Regions from separate parts of the Sus scrofa genome. Here region 2 is linked to region 1. Evidence: chromatin contacts called from public Hi-C data. All regions are on one chromosome and are shown on one strand. Each heading gives the region's core, a stretch centred on a gene start, on an enhancer-like site or on the middle of the called end of the contact. The rest is flanking DNA. Distances are from core to core; before and after follow the strand shown.

Region 1 (3,061 bases), core at 413-2,912:
AAGTAGTTCAAGTCACTTCATGAATATGCATATATCCTTAGCTTAAAACTTCCCCAATTTTGCTGTTTGGTGAAACATTGCTTTGAGAAAGATCTCCCTCGTTCTCCCTATTTGCTGCTAGTTATAAATCTTTCCTTCTCCAGAACTTGAGCTAAGGTTGTGTCTTTTGATAGTGAACCCAGTTTTCTGGCAATGCCACTGTAATTTTAAGAATAATTTCTTTCTTTCTCTTTCTTTCTTTCTTTCTTTTCTTGCTTTTTTAGGGCCACACCCTCGGCATATGGAGGTTCCCAGGCTATGGGTCAAATCAGAGCTACGGCTGCCAGCCACAGCCACAGCAACGCCAGATCCAAGCCGCATCTGTGGACCTACACCACAGCTCACGGCAACACCAGATCCTTAACCCACTGAGCGACACTAGGGATTGAACCTGCAACCTCATGGTTCCTAGTCGGATTCATTTCCACTGCACCATGACGGGAACTCTCTTAAGAATAATTTCTAATTGGCCCTGAGACTTTGCAAGCATTCTCTCAAAAGTCAATATTCCAGGCTGAACATAAAACTGGCTACACTAAGTCATACTACATACTCTTAACTGCTTGAGGTTAGGGAAAGGGGCCATTTAGCAAAGTTTAAAGGATGGCATGTGAAAATGCTTTTAAAAAGGGTAAAACACATGCATTGGGGGTTCTCCATTCTGGCCGTACAGTAAGATCAAACAGGGTTGGGAGATAGAAATCTTGATTTTGAATATAGCAGATCCTTAAAGTCATTGAAATCCAAGTATTATTGTGCTAGAGGAACACCTGGCACTTCTCTATATTCAAAAAGTTGGGGGAAGTTAGGGAAACTCTTTCCCTTTTATTGTTCCTGAGACAAGGTGAGAGTGTTTTGAAGAAGAATATACACTATGTAAGTAATGCAAACAACAACATAATCTCATAAATCCTAAGAAGGAAATTATCTTACAATGCCAATTTGTCTAATAGTAAATCAATTAAAGTCTAGTTATATGTAGATGAAAATGATCACCATGACTTAAGAACAGTACATCTGCCTAAGATTCCCTAATTTTTATCACTTATCTCTACTTTGTTTTCCTTTCCTGGTTATTTGCCCACCACATATCCTTGGAGTCTAATAGGAATTGCTGTCCCTTGAGGAAGACTTGTTCCTGATAGGAACACTGAGCCAAAGAGATGAGAAAGCAGTTCCCGTATAGGACCACCTATGCCCCCAGGTGCCCTCTGAACACTGGCCTCCCAGAATCTTACTGTTGTAGATGTTGCCAAGACTGATGGAACCTCTTTGTAAAGACACTGCAAGTTCAAGATGAGTTTCTAAGGTGGGCTCTACTGACCAATATACCTAGGGTCTATTTTTAGCATTTTTAATAGAACATTACAAGTGTATAAGACTTACTGTTCTAGTGGATATGAACATGAGACCAAATCATAAAGGTAAAAACAGAACGAGAACTGTCAAAAATTCAGAAGTAGTGAAATTAAAACCACCAGGTCTGTAAAATAGGATTTAATAAGAGTTCATGGCACATACTGCAACAAGGGTTTGCAAACCAAGAACTTTGAAATACAAAACTGATAGGAGGTTCAGAGGCATGACCTTACAGGATGGCTTATAAAGTGAAAATGAGGAAGTTGCTTAATCTTTACAGTGATTGGTTACTACACTGTTGGGGCCTTTCCAGATGGTAGGGGATTGGTTAAAAGTATCTTTTTTTTTTTTTTTTTTTTTTTTTTTACCATTTTTAGGAAGATGACTTAAGTTTCTATTATGATTATCAAAGACATTTACAAGAAATAACTAGATTTAGTTTTGCTTACATGGTTCAGGGAAATTTCAAGTTCGATCTCCATTTTGTATTGTTCTTTAACAGAACAAAAGGAGTAGGATGTTCTTTTAGAAGTATTTCTCTTAATCTTAGTATAGGAGACAGATAAACTGTCCATTCAACTCAAAAAAATTTTTTTTTTTACTGAAATGTTTAGGACCAACCATCTCAAATCAGTGTATTTTTTCCTCTTAGGATTACTGAGAAAACACTGGCAAATCACTTACGTCTAGATCTTTTCCTCACTATTTGTGCAGACCAAAATCTCCCTTTACCAAATCTCATCCCTACTATTAATTCATGTAACATTTAATTTTTTTTTAAAAATCAACTTATTTTCCTTTCAGACCTCGACTGTGATTTCTATAACGAATTTCAAAATGTTTTGATTCCTCAGAAATATTTACAGCTGGAAGTTCCCAGTGTGGTTGAGTGAGTTAGGAATCTGGCCCTTTGTGGCACAGCGGAAACGAATCCAACTAGAATCCATGAGGATTCGTGTTTGATTCCTGTCCTTGATCAGTGGTCGGGGATCTGGCGTTTCTGTGAGCTGTGGTGTAGGTTGCAGACATGGCTCGGATGTTGCAGTTGCTGTGGCTGTGGCATAGGCCTGCAGTTGCAGCTCCAGTTCAATCCCTAGCCTGGGAAATTCCATACGCCATAGGTGCGGCCCTAAAAAGGAAAAGAAAAAAAAAAAAAAAAGAAAAAAAGAAAATCTGATGGCAGCATAGGTTGAAGCTGCAGCTGGGGCTCAATCCCTGGTCTGGGAACTTCCATATATCTGGGGCATAGCCATAAAATTTAAAAAAAAAAATTAAATTTTTTTAATTTAATTTTTTTTTTTTTTTTTTTTGTCTTTTTGCCATTTCTTGGGCCGCTCCCGCAGCATATGGAGGTTCCCAGGCTAGGGGTCTAATCGGAGCTGTAGCCGCCAGCCTACGCCAGAGCCACAGCAACTCGGGATCCGAGCCGCGTCTGCGACCTACACCACAGCTTACAGCAATGCCAGATCCTTAACCCACTGAGCAAGGCCAGGGACTGAACCCGCAACCTCATGGTTCCTAGTCGGATTCGCTAACCACTGCACCACAACGGGAACTCCTAAATTTGTTTAGAGGAAGATTGCTTTGGGAGAGTATTTCCACAGGTAGCTAATCCCAGACATTAACTATGTTCTTGCAGTTATGTAAAAAATTTGGAAAAGAT
Region 2 (3,061 bases), core at 404-2,903, 40 kb before region 1:
CTTCCCCCCAACAGATATGTCTATTAAATCAGTGTCTGTTCTCCCCCTCGCACAACAAAGAGAACTTCTCACCGCATGAAATTGCCGCTGAATGGACACCAGAAAGCAGGATTTGCATAATTCCTTCCAACGAAACCCTGTCGGGAAGGAGGGGATGAGGGGCCCAAGCGAACGGATAGAATCTCCTAGATTCTGTTGGTAAGACCAAGATTATTCCCCACGGTGGGGTGGGGGGTGGGAATTCTGGACCTCCCCGAGGACTGGGCGTGGGAGACGGAGGACGACGAGCGAGCATTTCCCCACACATCAGCAGCACCGAAGCAAAGATGGGGAAATAACAATGCTGGAGAACAGGAGAGTCAGACACAGGACGGACTGGGGCTAGGGGGCGGCGGGCGGAGCGGAGACACCAAACGGGCCACTTACTTTTTGGAGGGGGGTTAAATATATGAGTTAAGCCCTTATGGTCCCGCCGGCCGCCGCACAGAGGGAAACGGGACCTTGGGAGAGAAAAACAGACAAAACACATAGTGTGAGAGGCGCTGCTCGGCCGCCCGGCCCCTCCCGGAGCGCCCCGGTCCACACTCCCTCCTGCCCGCGGGGGAAAAAGCCACTCGAGGCGCCCCGAGGTCCGGGAGGCGAGGGGGGGGGGCGGGGCGGACGAGGCTCTTCGTGCGGCGACGGCTCCGGAAAATCCCCCAGAAGAGCACAAGAGCGACCCCAGCTCCGGCTTCCCGGTCGGACCGGTCCCACCCCCCCCTTCCTCCCGCCGTGCACACACTGAACACAAATACACACACACCGACCCGAGCGTCGAGGATTAACTCCCCGGCCGCTGCCGCCGCCGCCGCCCGCAGAGGAAGTGCAGCCGCTGCCCCCCGCGGCCATGACACCCCACTTGGCTCGGTCAGGCGGACCCGGGGCCTGTGACAGCTCCGGCTCCCTCCGCCCCCATCTCCACCTCACGCCTCGCACACGCCCGAGCGCCCGCCGCCCGTGCACGCGAGGCGAGGGGCGCGCGCTGCCGCCGTGCGTGGGGGGAGGGGCAGCGCGGGACGCGGAAGGCGCCGGCCGCAGCGGAGGAGGGGACCAAGCTGCGGCCCAGCACGCGCCCCCGCCCCGGGCACCACGGGACTGGCAGCGGCGTCCCCCGTCAAGCGGCAACGCTGCGGGACGAGTCTCCACAAAAAGCCAGCGGCGGCGCCGGGCCGCCGGGCAGGGAGGGAGGGCAGAGAGAGGGAGGGGAGGGGAGGGGCACGCGCTCCCGCCCAAGAGCCCTCCCCGGGGAGGGCGCGCAAAGAGGAGGGGCCGGCGCGCGCGCTCGGGCCCGAGTGGGGAAAGCCCGCCCGGAGGTCGCGCGCGCCCGCGCTCCGGGGGGTGGGGGAGGGGGACGCCCAAGCCAAAGAGGGCGGGCGGGCCGGAGCGGCAATTGCTGTCCCGGCTCCCTCCCTCGTCCGGGGCGGCCGGCGGCGGGGCAGCCCGAGGTCCGGAAGCGGCTGGGGAAGAGTCTCACCTACACAGTGAATGAGCTTGTGGCGCCACGAGTCCAGTTCTTGCCGAAAGCCGCGTCTCTCAACGGAGCATTGCTGCCGCCTACACACCCTCGCCATCTTCTGCCGCCCGCCCGGCCCTGCCTCCGCCGCGGCCCCGCGCACGCCCAGCCGCGTCGCCCGGGGCCGCGCACGCACCCGCGGCCTGGGCGACGCGCCTCCCGCCGGGGGCGGTGCGGGGGCAGAGCCGGCCTCACCTCGCTTGGCCCCGGCGTGGCCCGGGGGGCATCCTGGGCGCGCGCCTGCCCCACACACGGCGCGGCGCTCCTCGCTTAGCTTGCGGTCCCCGCGGTGCTGAGCCGCGGCCGCCGCCTCTGGTCGCCCAGGAAGGAGCCTTCCCACGGCAGGAGCTTGGCCCCGCCGGCCCGGCGCCGCCGCCGCGCTGTCCCCCAAGGCCACGGCGGTCCCTTCTTTCCCTTCCCGGGGCTTTTTGTTTCTTAAACCAGCCTCATTTATCACTTCCAGCCTGCCTTTCGCCCGATACCAACTGTTGCAAGTTCTGTGGTAACTGCTTCTCTGAACTTCTGGGTCGAAACTGCTCCTCCCAGGAGCCTGTTTAAGAAGCAGAATAAGAATAAATGCCTGGATGCCAGTAGAAGCACTGAGCCCTAAAGTTTTTCAAGGTGAGAAAGATACATTTTATTAAGTCACTGAAAGGCAGTCGGCATTCGGGAACCCAGTTTAAAAAAAAAAAAAAAATCAAACGTTTTAAATGTGAAAAACTAGATTTCTACTAGCAAGGCAAAATTCTAAAGTCGGCATATTTAGAACCCCTCCTGTGTGTGTGGAAAGGGGTTTAAGAAAATTGTGCTAAAGTGCGAATGATATTTCAAAGAAGTACTTAATTAATGATAATTAAAGCAGAGTGTTGCAAAGTGGCTTAATATTTCAGGAAAGGACTCGAAGAGAAATATTTCCGATGACAAAGGGGATTTTTCAGTTGAAAACCTGGAATTATCAAATCACCCTGCGCAGGGCACTAACTGTTCCGTTTAAACATGATCCTGATCTTAATTATTTGACTTATTTGGGAGAAAAAGAGAAAAGAGAGGGAAAAGGTGAAACTAAAAGAGAGAGAAAATGCAGCGGGTTTGGTTGAGATGGGGTGGGAGCGGGGGCAGAATGCAAAACCAAAAGAAAAACCGGTATAGATCCCTCTTCACCAGTAGGCCCAGTACCCTAGGATTCTGATCTCTTCCCCACCTTTGGGGTTTAAAATTAAGGATGGTGTATTCCTGCTTTTAGATATTTAAATTTAAATTTGAAGGCTTAATTTTAATTACTATAGTAGGTAATACAAAGTCATTAGACATGGTTGACATCAAGGATCCCATTGGTGTATTGATTTTTGTCCTTTCAAAGGCTGTGGCCTTGGTTCTCTGAACCAGGTACTTGTGGAATCGCCTGTCCATCCATAAGGAGATGGATTGGGTGGGTCTCTTGGGTAGGAGGGATTTGAGAGGTATGGATAGAAAGGCACCTTTAGCCCCCTAAATCTTAAAAGCAGTCAT

The links. Hi-C and Micro-C count contacts between places; a contact is called where the count stands out from the background.
Region 2: a contact with region 1 is called in a Hi-C map of alveolar macrophages, with 1.7 times the contacts expected there. The contact joins the promoter of LOC100627422 here to the enhancer-like site in region 1. A contact is called at or near these places in 1 of 5 promoter capture datasets (liver), 7 of 47 Hi-C or Micro-C datasets (alveolar macrophages, blood, embryonic fibroblasts and 2 more) and 2 of 2 datasets of contacts at active chromatin or transcription factors (alveolar macrophages and skeletal muscle).

Annotation. Positions count from the first base shown.
Region 1 is chr14:108,262,247-108,265,307 of Sscrofa11.1, reverse strand. It overlaps a transcript of PIK3AP1 not described here. Among named protein-coding and RNA genes, the nearest start is that of PIK3AP1, 100 kb to the right of the region's middle. Within about 2 kb of position 1,662, at least 3 of the 83 cell types and tissues checked have an H3K27ac peak or open chromatin away from gene starts, as enhancers often do. A contact at or near this core is called in alveolar macrophages, where this site is marked.
Region 2 is chr14:108,302,602-108,305,662 of Sscrofa11.1, reverse strand. It overlaps LOC100627422, which reads right to left and starts at 1,653. Exons shown (of 8, transcript XM_021074303.1): 1 at 1,518-1,653; 2 at 427-500. It also overlaps a transcript of PIK3AP1 not described here.